Regions from separate parts of the Mus musculus genome. Here all the other regions are linked to region 3. A link is a contact called in public HiChIP or PLAC-seq data. All regions are on one chromosome and are shown on one strand. The core of a region is the stretch at or near the end of the contact, and the rest is flanking DNA. Distances in the headings are between cores, read along the strand shown.

Region 1 (3,694 bases), core at 180-2,679, 420 kb before region 3:
CCATCATTAATATATGTTGTGTGGATGGTTGGATAAGTGTGTACATGCCTGACACAGCAGGCAGGTAGAGATTGGAGAGTGATGCGCTGGAGTGGCTTCCTTCCACCGTGTGTGTGTGTGTGTGTGTTTGTGTGTGTGTGTGTGTGTGTGTGTGTGTGTGTGTGTGCTGGGTATCGACCTCACTCAGGTCAGGCTTGGTCGCTGTGTTTTTGAACATTGATTTATTTTATTCTTCTTTGGGTGGGAGAGAACGTAAGTTGATTACATCTGTTTCTGCTTGTTAGAGTAGATGGAGGACACTTCACTTGCCACTGTGACTGGCACCAACTTTGATGGGACTAAAATCAAACGAGACTTAAAGCATCCATAGAATAAATCAAGCATTCTTCCGTAAGTGATTCCCTTTTTTAATCTTTCTATTTTAGCGTTGTTGGGTTCCCCCCCCCCCCTTGGATCCATCGTCAGTCCCTCCGCCTTGAGTCCTCACCTCAGCCCAACGTCCTTCCTATGTGATAAGGTTTTTAACCAGATCAGGTGCACAGAAATAGAAGTTACCACCGCACTTTCTAAGCATGGTGAAGCCCTGTTATAAACTAGTCAATCTGGCTGGTCTAGTTGTTTTCCTTTCTTTGTGCGGGCGAGGTGTTGAGTCTTTGTATTGCGTATCTGTACACATGCTTTAAATTTTTTCTTCATGTTGAGATCGTTTGAGAAAAATGTGGGTGGGGCGAAAGAAGATTCTGCTCTAAACTATTTAAAACCTTAAATCTTCAAACCTCAGGAGATAAATACAAGGTATTTAAGACTCCCATGAGTCATAGACTAAGAAAAAAAAATCTTAACCTGGAAAGAAAGAAATAATGTTTTCACCACATCTAACAAGATGTTCTGAGCTGTGGCTTTAATGTACATGTCCACGGCGCCACCTAATGGCTGGATCAATCTTAAAACTATCTCTCAATACAGTTAACCAGGTAATTCTCGAAATTGGGCATGAGGTGGCGCTAGAGTTCTTCTTAGATGAGCTCTGAAAGCCTTTACAAAGCAAGCTCACATTCAAGGGCATCCACCAGGGCTACACAGAGAAATCCTGTCTCGAAAAACAAAAACAAAAATAAAAACATAGAAATCGCAACAAACCACAACCTTACCCTAAAGTCGTGAACATTCACTAACTTATCCCGTTTCCTTTTTATCATATTTTTTTATTTTTTATTTATTTTATTTTTATTTTTATTTTATATTTTATTTTACTACTTTATTCTGTTGATGAATAAAAATCTACCTTGAAATACAAATCCACAATGTGTCATTTAGGAGGTGACTCAGGTCCGTCACCTGAACCGTCTGTGTCCCCACAAGGGTGGGAATGCAACTGTCACTGTCACTGTCACTGTGTGAGTGAAGCCTTCCTTAGATTCCATTACAGAACGAGGTAAAGCGCTGAAGAGTGATAGCAGTAGTAATGGTGATTGACAGCTGGGCGTGTCCCCACTGAACACTGAATGAGTAAAGCCACACTTTCTAAGGGAAAGCAAAGGAGACTGACCGTGCATTCTGACCACCGACCAAAGCTGCACCATTTGTCCGCATAAAGCGATGGAGGGATGAGAAAAATGAAAGAAAGGAGAGAGCAGCATTATAAATAACTAATGTAAGCAAATACTGTTAGTCCTTCCAGCTCACAGATGGTGATGGATAGTTTCCAGAATATGGCTTGAATGTGGCTCTAGTGCCCAACTGATAGCTCCTTGGAATGTCCAAGTGTTGGTTGGTATTGTAATTCATTTAGACAGGGGGGGAGAAGGGGGAAAGGAAGGAAGGAAGGGAGGGAGGGAGGGAGGGAGGGAGGGAGGGAGGATAAATTTCTTCTCATCAGGGTCATTCTAAGACCCAGATTCCCAGAGTGACTGACCTCAGTGACTGCCACACCCTAAGAAACAATTCTTTCCACACTTCCAGCCCCTGCAAAGTCTCTACAATAAAAATGGCAAGTCATTTTAGCCACATAGAAAACATGATGCATGTGTTCGCTCGCTATATTCGGGAATCCAATTATACACTGTTTTCTGTGAGATGCAGCATGGCAATCATAAACCGTTTCCTTCTCAAATGAACACTCGTATCAGCATCTCCAGCTCACCCCACAGCAATGTTAGGGAGCAGTGGGTGGGAGGAAATGGGCGTCTGTTCCCCAACCGACCACTATTTAAAACCATGGCTTACACATTTGTGGATTGCTGAATGTGTGTTCACGATATAGTTTCACAGAGTGACTTTCAGATCTTGGAATTAACCCTTCTTGAGTTTAGCACACATAGGTAGACATGTACATATCCTGGAAATATAGATACCCCAAGGAGCATATGTCATAAACACTTTATGGCAAAGAACATCCCAGATAGCCAAAATGAAGGGCCTGGCTATCACTTCCTGTGAGTGCTCGGAGCGCTCTCTGGCTGCTTGTGCCATAGCCTCTGGGTAACAAGGAATGTTTGCAACTTCTTCAAGTCCAGGCTGCATCATCACAACAACCATTTTACTCACCGAGACAAAAAAATCAGATGTCAGCTATCTGCTTCATTGGCATATCAGGAAATAAAAAGCCATTGCCACTGTAAGAAACCCTGACCTGTTGAAATGCCTTGGAGGCGTGCCTCGGTGCTAATTAAAATAATAGACACTGTCACATGAGGCAGTTATTTTCCAGAAAACAGCTGACGTGTTCTGTGTTCAGCTTGGCAAAACTCCTGGCCAGTTTCGCAACAATGTTTATTCCAGGCTGAGATCATTTTAATAGGAAAAGGGGGGATAAAAAAGAAGGAAAAAGAAAGGAAGGATGGAAGAGACTGAGAAAGAGAGGGGAAGAAATCAGAGAGAGGAGAGATGGGGAGACAGTAAAGAGGGAGGGAGGAAGAAAGAATTCTTAGGTAATTGAAAAGCGTTTCACGGTGTCTTTCAACATTATCATCAGACACCCTCCCAATCCTGTAATGAATTTTTCCAAATTACAGAGATGATGTATTTTTACGAGAGATTATGAATATAAAGTACCTTAGCCTCAGTATTAACGAATAGTGTTACATTGGCCCAAGGTGAGGTATGAAAGAACATAATAATCTCCTTAGTTCACACATGTGATTGTAAAGAAAACTGAGTCACAATGAAAGTTTATATTTGCAAAGCTTTACAGAGAGGAAAACACAGAGCAAACATTTAAGAATACAGAAAGCCAAGGCCATAGATTACAGGCTCCATTCTGGCGGCTCCTGAGACCTGTGGCCTCTTTGCTGTGTCCTGGAGCTGGGCTGCCCAAGCAAGCACAACCGCTCACACACCCAGGGAGAGTGGGGCTTTGCCAAGCAGGGCTGATATGCCGGTCCTGTCTGGTAAGAAGATCCCAACGTGCTCCTCCTGGCACACGGTTTGCTTCTGACTTCTGAGTCCCAGCGGAGGCAAAGAGGGCAAACTCTTCTTCATTGTTTTATTCAGAGTTTGGCATGCTCCCTATGGAGAAAGTGGAAATTGCTTTCTTGACTTTAGTGTGCAGGGGTCTATTTAGGGATTGAGATTCACTATTTAACTAGTGTTTCTGTGAAAATGTCTGGATGTTGAACCCTGAAAAGAAACACAGCAGTGTGGAGTTGGTTTCAAACTTCCCGTGGCTCCCGTGGCTCCCGTGGCCCCCGTGGCT
Region 2 (3,685 bases), core at 65-2,564, 380 kb before region 3:
GACAAACACTTTATACTTTGTTGTTTCACCAGAGCTTTCAGGCTTTGTATTTATATCATCAGGGAAAAGAATCATTTTATATACTATATAGCAATGTGCTAAATAGTAACAAGGACACAGTTCTTGCCCTCTCCCCCTCCCCCTCCCTCTGTCCCCCCCACCCCCACTCTCTCTCACAGAGGTCTGTGTTTGTCACTTTCTGTCACTCAGCGCTTGGCTTTGTTAGTTATCCAATGAGTTCCAGGTCCAACTGTCCGCTGAGGTTACAGATACCCCCACCTGCAGGAATGCTAAAGATCCCAACGACCACTCTGTTGAGTCATTTCCCAGGCCCGTAGGTTACAATTTCTAATGTCCCATAAATAATAACAACCATCGTTGTCTTCCATCTATAGGAAGCCTCTGAACTCTAGATGGCAAAACGGTCTCTACAATTTAATGATATAGCTTTAAGGTTGATTACAGGGCTCTTTAAGGTCACTTAAAGACTCTCTAATATACAGTGTGGGGGGGGGCACCTGTGTTTCCCTCAACAACATCCCACTGAGAGGGTTTTTTATAACTTCATAAGTGGAACGCTGAGCGGAGGGTTAAGTACCAAAATAAAACTGCATGCTCACTACCTGATTGATCCCTGGCCTTTCAAAGTTGTATTTCCACTTGAACTCAGTAGTGAGACCCCCGAACTCTAAAATAGGTTTAAGTCAAAACTCACTTGGGAGCTACCTAGCCCCAGGCTGTCATTCCTGGCCCATGGAGGCACTTTGCCCAAAGAATAAAGACGCTCAAATGCTCGCAAACGGTCATCAGTGGGAGGCCTCTCCAGAAAAATAACCTCCCTTGAGCCGGATAAGGATTTATGAGCTGTGAACCAACACTGCGGGTCTCACTGTCGCTCTAATTCCATCCACAGCGATGATCACACAGGCCGGACAATGCGCTGTGGCTGAAATAATCGAGCGGATTGAAGACTTCATCCAGACCCAATATAAATTCATGGTTCTCTGGAGAGAACCTCAGCTACGATCTCGAAATTCCTGTCCGCTCTATGGAGCGATCTGAGTGTAGCCGAGACCCCCAGAGGAGGGAACAAGCAGATGAGATTGACTTTTGTGCCCAGCGCGTGGGGACCAGGCCGGTCTCCCGTGGCCTCCAGCTGTCCGGGCCTGCCCTTGGGCTGCGGGCGCCTCCCGGGGGCGTCGCGGCCGCCGCGGGGCTTGGGGTTCGGGGCGCCGGGTCGGGGCGCGCGGGCTTCCCCCACCCCCGGAGGCGACCCCACCTCCCGCCCCCGCTGTGCGCGCGCGCGTGGGTCCGTCCGTCTGTCTGCTCTCTCTCGACGTCAGTGGGAATTTCCAGCCAGGAAGTGAGAGAGTGAGCGAGAGAGGACGAGAGAGAAGTACCGAGGCGAGCCGGGCAGGAAGAGGAGGTTTCGCCACCCGAGCAGCCCGGCTGCGCGCTGACGGCTTCCCGTGCCCTGCGCGCCCCCGGCCTGCCGCCGCCGCCGCCGCCGCCGCCGCCCTCGGCCTGCTCGCGGGCCGGCTCTAGCAGCGCAGGCCGGAGCTCAGGGCCCCGCCGCGCCCGGCCCGCCCCGCGCTTCTCCGCCCGCGCCGCAGCCATGGCGCGCCGCTGAGCCGCCCGCCCGCCCGCCCGCGCCCCGACCCGGCTCGGGCTCCCGCCGGTCCGCGCCGCTCCGCAGCGGGAGCCCGCAGGCGAGGAGAGGCCGCGCCGCATCTCCAGGGTAAGCCCCGGGGCAGGTAGAGGAACGGAGCCGCCAGCTCTCCGCACCACGGTGCAGCGGGTCCCACTGGCTCGAAGCTCCCGGGGTTCGGGGGGGGACTAGGGGAGAGCCCCAAGCAGGAGTCGCGGATCGAGCGGCCCCGGCTGCGGGGAAAGGGCACATCCGCACTGGGCGGCCCCGAGGCCTTGCGGGCCGGCTGGCGGGGCCCTCGGCGTCTCCGCGGGCGGGAACGGGAAGCGGAGAGGAACTCTTGCAAAGTTTTAGAAAGATGTACCCAAGCCCCTGCGGCGGGGTTGGGGTGGGGTGGTGGCGGCCAGGCTGAGGTCCGCCACCGGCCTAGGACAGATAGAAAGGTGCTTGGTGCAGTGCACAGCCAGATTTCACCAAAGGGCGGTCAGTGAAATGAAAGCAGAAGTGCCTGTCAGTCCTCCTGGCTGGCAAAGCCCTTCCCAGCTCCTAAGAATCAGTCCCTCGGGAGAACCTGGGGCCCACTTACCAATCTGAGATAGACACCCCCCCCTCCCCATACACACACATATCATGCATTCAGCTGCCAAATCTCAACTTTGATTTTCAAAATAATAAGGAGGGCCTCACACCGATTCTCCAGGGCTGGCATTTGAGAGAGAAATTACCTACTAATAGCACCTTTCAGACTTTTGATTACGGGGAAACTCTAGGATAATGGCACCATGTTTTGTGCCTGACCTCCAAAACAGAAAACGATACAAACATGACGCCTCTGCTACATGTAGGCTTCCTTCGGTCTTCTGAGACAGACACCAATCTTGGCTCTGTTTATGGGTCGAGTCTAAAACTTAAGTGGGACAAATGATAAAAAGATTTCATCATCTAGATTTAATCTGTTTTGTTTTTTTAATGAACTTTTAAAAGTAAAGGCCAACACTGCAGCTTTCTAAGTAAGCATATTTAACTAAAATTTTTGTTGTTTTAGGGCTGAGAACAACTTGTGGTGTTTATTAACATTTGATGGCTATGGCATCAAATACTGGGGCTCAGACTGGTGGTTAGTACTAAAGATGGAGATGGTGATAGAGTTGGGTGGCTTTCTAGAGGACTCTTCAGCTGATTGTTCTTGGGTGGCAAAAAAAAAATGCATTAATGTTCGTCAGACCTTAAAAAGAGAAACTTGATTAAAGTAAGGTCCTTGCTGAAGTGGGTTTTTTTCCCCCTGATTTTAATATTGCGCTTTCTAGAGATGGAACCTCTTGCTGTTTGATGCACGAAAAAAATATGTAAATTATTTACATCGAAGTCCTTTGCTTTGCATATGAACTTGAGAGGCCTGGAATTTAAAAAGCTGTGCTTCCTGTTGCATTTAACATTTCTCACCCCACTGGATGACTACAAGAACACACATATTGATGGGAATGTGAACTCGGCAACTCTGGTCCCTGTTGATACTTCTGGGAGTCTCTTGCTAGCTTAGAGAAAATGTCTTCTTGGCTTAAGACACTGAGTAAACTTGAACACAAAAGAAGGCTTCTCTGTACACTTAATGCTGGCACTAAAATACTACACTTGCTGGGAAACGCTAACCACTTCAAAACCAAAAGACTTTTAAAGAAAGTTGTTTAATCCTGTTAAAGGTTGGTGGCACCCTGATTATCTCTGTTATCTCTTATCTCTGTTCAGAAATTCAGTTGCCTCTTGCTTGCCACAGATGGCAATTACCTGAGCTGAGGAGGTTGTAAATGTCCCTGGGTTTGAAAGCCAGTTAGTAAATACTAGAGTATACATACAGAAAACAGTCCTTCCCTTTTGTAAGCACTGCTTTGATCTTTCTGCTTCCATTTTGACTTCTGCCCCTTAAAAGTAGCTCAGCCAGGCTGACTGAGCTGCAGTGAGTTGGAAGGGAGCCGCATCAGATTCACTGGTGCTGTTCCTTTTCATGGTCCTTCCGGTGAATCGAGGCTGAGTGGAGAA
Region 3 (4,148 bases), core at 332-2,831:
CTCCTTCCTCCTCCTCCTCCTCTTCTTCTTCTTTAGACATGGTCTCACTATATAGCTCTGGCTGTTTTGGAACTCAGTCTGTAGGCCAGGTTGGCCTCAAACTCACAGAGATCCACCTGCTTCTGCCTCCCAAGTGATGGAATTAAAGTTGTGAGTCACTACATCTGGCTTATCCTTTCTCTCTCTCTTTCTTTCTTTCTTTCTTTCTTTCTTTCTTTCTTTCTTTCTTTCTTTCTTTCTTTCTTTCTTTTTTTAAATTCTGTCTTCACACACACCAGAAGAGGAAATCAGATCCCATTAGAGATGGTTGTGAGCTACCATGTGGTTGCTGGGAATTGAACTCAGGACTCTTAACTACTGAGCCATCTCTCCAGCTCTCCTTCTGGCTCATTCTTAATTCCTCTTGTGGGTACTCCAAAAGGGCTGAGAATATAGTTGATGGGGTTGTAACCCTAAAGACTTTTTATGCCAGAAAATATATAACATGCCCTAGTCAGTGGGTTGGTGAGTTTTTTGTCAACTTGACATAAACTAGAGTCATCTGGAAAGAGGAAATCTAAATTAATAATATGCCTCCATCAGATTGGCATGTAGACAAGTGTGACAAGACATTTTCTTGACTAATGTTTGTTGGGGGGTAGGGCCCAGACCACTGTGGGTCCCCATGGCGGTCCTGGAGCCTATAAAAAGGCAAACCGAGGTAGCCATAGAGAGCAAACCTGTAAGCAGCATCCCTCCATAGCTTCTATTTAGTTCCTGCCTTGAGTGTCTACCGCAAATTCCCTTCTTTGGACTGTGAGCCTGTGATATGAAATACATCTTTCTTCCCCATGTTGCTTGTGCTCCTGGTGTGTATCACAGTTACAGGGGGCTGTCACTTTGCCCACGTCCCCAGAGCAGCGTGCATGCTCAGGATCTAAAGTCTTGTTTAGGCATACTCTGATCCCAGAGCTGCGTTCTGAACTCCTGGAGGGTGGAAACGGTATGCAATCCACACGTGATTATCTCCTGTGCCTGCTTAGCTCAGAGAAGACATGCAGGTGTCTGCTGAACCTTCAAACCTATGAATCGGTAATCCAGCACCCACCCACGATGCAGCATCTGTATCTGCTAAGGGGCGGGGCCGTCTCAGAGGGAAAAGAGAGTAGACCTGCTCCAGGCAACTGCTCCACGGTCCACCTTACTTGCTGGGGGCTTAAAGCTCCCTGCCGTTAATGTTTTGGTGAAATCAATCTCACCGGAGTCTGAGCAAGTGTGTGACAAGAAGCTGATGCCTGGCAAGTAAGAGGGCTACAGCTCACGTGCTCTGAGCAGGCATCACATTGTCTAGGGTCTAGACTTGAAGATCCTCAGCACCCAGTCCAAAAACTGAGAGCTAAAACAAAAACAAGGAAAACCCCCGCTCGAACACACACACACACACACACACACACACACACACACACACACACATTCCCGTACCAGCTATGCGCATGGGTTGTTTGCTCGGTGCTACTCACCTCATTGCTGGCAGTCTGCGCAGGCCTCCTGGCTTCCGTTGAGTGGGAGTTGAGCCTAGGTTTACCAAGGCGTGCTAGGTTAGGGCGGTGCTGTGGCTGGGGGCCGGCGGAAAACAGGGAGGTCCAGTGGCGCGGGGCGGGGTAGGGAGGGGCGGGGCAGGGAGGGGCAGGGCGGGGCACACTCTCAGTTCAGGGCTCTGCTCATTCAGCCAGAGGGAGACCCTGGCCCACGCGCCCCAGCTTCCAGCAGCCTCTGGCCACCTCTCAAGGCTAAGAGCAGCAGGCTCTCTCACTGTTCCTGAATCTCCTAAATTCTGTAATCCGACGCAAATTCCAGGACTCTCAGTGTCTTCTCACAGGCAGGGTTCTTTCCTTCAGGTGACAAATGGCGGAGTGAAACCTTGGGCCAGTGTCTGTCACTGTGAGCCTCTTGCTATGTTGTTTTACTGTAACGCTCCCTCCCATCAGCCATTTAATTTTTTATTTCTGACTTCCAGTTTGGTGTCTTCCTCCCTCCCCCCCCCTCCCCGTTTAAATCGGAGTTGGAGTTTGTTAGGAGATTTTAACATAGATTTTAAATATTAGGGGTAAGGGGATGAAATTCTCCCAAGCAGAAAGATACATCCAAGTCCAAGTGGGGGTTTATGAGCATCTCAAAGGAGTTGCTCTCGTCCATTATCTGGTCTTACTCTTTGAGCAAGTGCTAAGTTCAGTCTTGGATTTCAAGCATGCAGGTGTATTAAGCACATTTCTATTCCAGACAGAAATCCTCCGAATGAACCTAGGCTCCATCCAGTACCCTTTCTCAGAGGAAATGAAATGATTCTTTTCCTAAAACGAACTCATTTTCTAAAACTTGCAAAAATTTCCATTCTCATTGGCTTCCTCTTCCTGCAGAACTAAGACATATTTTCCTCCCCCAACCCTTTGGTCATATGATGTTCATTTGATATGCCTTGATTTTATTGGCGTGAGTGGAAAACATTGAACTTTTGGGCTAGATTCACTCTGGTTTCATTGCTTGTAACCTCTGAGCTCTGACAGAAGTAACGGAACATCTCTCTGTTGCAGAGGTCACTGTGTTTAAACGAATTCATTTGTTTTTAACTATGTGTGTTCCTGCTCACAACACACATGATGCTCTACTCCTGAAGGGACTCTGGTCAGCTTGAGGTGGCAAGCATGGCTCAGGCATTTCCCTCTGCACTGCTAAAACCATTAGATTCCATTCCTAAAGCTAGCCACCTAGGCTCATTCCCTTAATTGGCCACTTCTTTCTCCTGAGGCTGACTACCAAGGTCCAACTATCAAAGGATTGAAGTCCAGCAATTGAAAGCCCCTTCGGTTCATCTAATTAACATGCCTGATTAAAATTAAACACTTCATCCTAACATGAGGTTTCCCCTTGTACCTTAAACTGCCATTTTCCTGTATGCCACATCTGTCACCTCTCTATCCAGAGGCAGTCCTTGATCACCTTCTGGGATAAATATCCCTGCCCCCTCTCCCTTGTCTTTTATCTCCTATCTTTGAGTCTTACTCCCTGCCCTCTGTTTCTCTGGAGCAAATAAATCTTTGTGCTGGGTACTTGGTCCTAGAGGTCCTGAGTAGATACTTTTTCTAGGAACTCCACTGTTCCATTCATTCATTCACTAGGTAAGAAGTTACAGCATTTTGATTATAATAATAATAAAAAAAACCCAAGACAAAACAAACAAAAGTCAAAGCATTTAGCCTAAATTCCTAATTTCATAAACTAAAGAACTAGGCATGGTGGCACAGTCTATATTGTGCCTCAGCACCTCAGCAATCCTGAGGCAGGGGAATGGTGAGATAAAAGCCAGTGTGAGCTACCTAGTAAGAAGCTGATTTCTAAAAACAAAGACCAGAAACTAAAGCAAAAAGGACAGGGCAAGCTGGGTGGCTGGGTCAGTCTGTCATTTGCTCGTGGAACACCTGACCAGAGCGCTAACGACCTTATCATGGGAGTCGTTGGCAGAGCTAGTCCAAGCACCCATTTGTTGTGAATTTCGATTCAAATCCATCATCTGCACCATCTTCATACGTGGAGTTAGCCCTTCACTGTGAGCCTACAGTTATCCTGGCTAATGCAGTCTCTCTGAGAAAAGGCAGAGAGTAAGGAGCTGGTTTTGATATGATCTTTTGAGGTAACAACAAACAGCTTGCACACACAACCTTAAAGCTGAAAGAAACCACTTGTAAAGAATGCTTATAGAGTTATCATTCATAAATTCACATAAACTTCTAGAATAATTTTTTTATTTCACTTGTCTCAGGTTACTGATTTACTTACATTTATGCAGAGCCTACTTTCTAATTCATGTGCTGTTGTTATCCTGGAAACCAGTGAAAAAACATCTCTGAACTTAATCTCCAAAAATCCTCTCAAATTGACCGTATTGCACGTTAATTATATATTCTTAGCTCCATATTGGATATAATTGCTGATTTTAATAAGCAATGTCTAGACTAAGAAAACAGCACTTAATATGTGCTAAACACTTGATCATGTTTCTTTTATATAACAAGACAAAAAATGTAGCTGTGAATCTAGATTCTCCTGTTGTGACATTAAAGCCGTCTTTATCTGTGGTGTGTATTTATGATTGTATAAAAAAATCTCAACTT

The links. HiChIP or PLAC-seq counts read pairs in DNA pulled down with a chosen protein or histone mark.
Region 1: an H3K4me3 HiChIP or PLAC-seq map of forebrain shows a contact between it and region 3, with 6 times the contacts expected there. The contact joins the enhancer-like site here to the promoter of Slc9b2 in region 3. A contact is called at or near these places in 11 of 39 promoter capture datasets (the 3T3-L1 cell line, the C10 cell line, the HPC-7 cell line and 7 more), 5 of 15 datasets of contacts at CTCF or cohesin (the NIH/3T3 cell line, embryonic stem cells, hippocampal excitatory neurons and 2 more), 89 of 484 Hi-C or Micro-C datasets (the 3T3-L1 cell line, 3T3-L1-derived adipocytes, the 4T1 cell line and 62 more), 20 of 115 datasets of contacts at active chromatin or transcription factors (the NIH/3T3 cell line, bone marrow-derived dendritic cells, bone marrow-derived macrophages and 13 more) and 3 of 9 other capture datasets (embryonic stem cells, liver and macrophages).
Region 2: a contact with region 3 is called in an H3K27ac HiChIP or PLAC-seq map of embryonic stem cells, with 4 times the contacts expected there. The contact joins the promoter of Nfkb1 here to the promoter of Slc9b2 in region 3. A contact is called at or near these places in 9 of 39 promoter capture datasets (the C10 cell line, the HPC-7 cell line, cranial neural crest and 5 more), 1 of 15 datasets of contacts at CTCF or cohesin (the NIH/3T3 cell line), 1 of 484 Hi-C or Micro-C datasets (nephron progenitors), 22 of 115 datasets of contacts at active chromatin or transcription factors (bone marrow-derived dendritic cells, bone marrow-derived macrophages, cardiomyocytes and 17 more) and 3 of 9 other capture datasets (adipose tissue, liver and macrophages).

What each region holds. Positions count from the first base shown.
Region 1 is chr3:135,728,771-135,732,464 of GRCm38.p6, reverse strand. No RefSeq gene overlaps it. Among named protein-coding and RNA genes, the nearest start is that of Nfkb1, 39 kb to the right of the region's middle. Within about 2 kb of position 1,429, at least 57 of the 459 cell types and tissues checked have an H3K27ac peak or open chromatin away from gene starts, as enhancers often do. A contact at or near this core is called in B cells, the C2C12 cell line, CD8 T cells and 11 more, where this site is marked.
Region 2 is chr3:135,689,176-135,692,860 of GRCm38.p6, reverse strand. Nfkb1 (nuclear factor of kappa light polypeptide gene enhancer in B cells 1, p105) reads left to right here and starts at 1,314. Exons shown (of 25, transcript NM_008689.2): 1 at 1,314-1,738.
Region 3 is chr3:135,305,133-135,309,280 of GRCm38.p6, reverse strand. Slc9b2 (solute carrier family 9, subfamily B (NHA2, cation proton antiporter 2), member 2) reads right to left here and starts at 1,581. Exons shown (of 13, transcript NM_178877.6): 1 at 1,500-1,581. All of the region lies in intron 1 of Gm46826 (a long non-coding RNA gene), which reads left to right.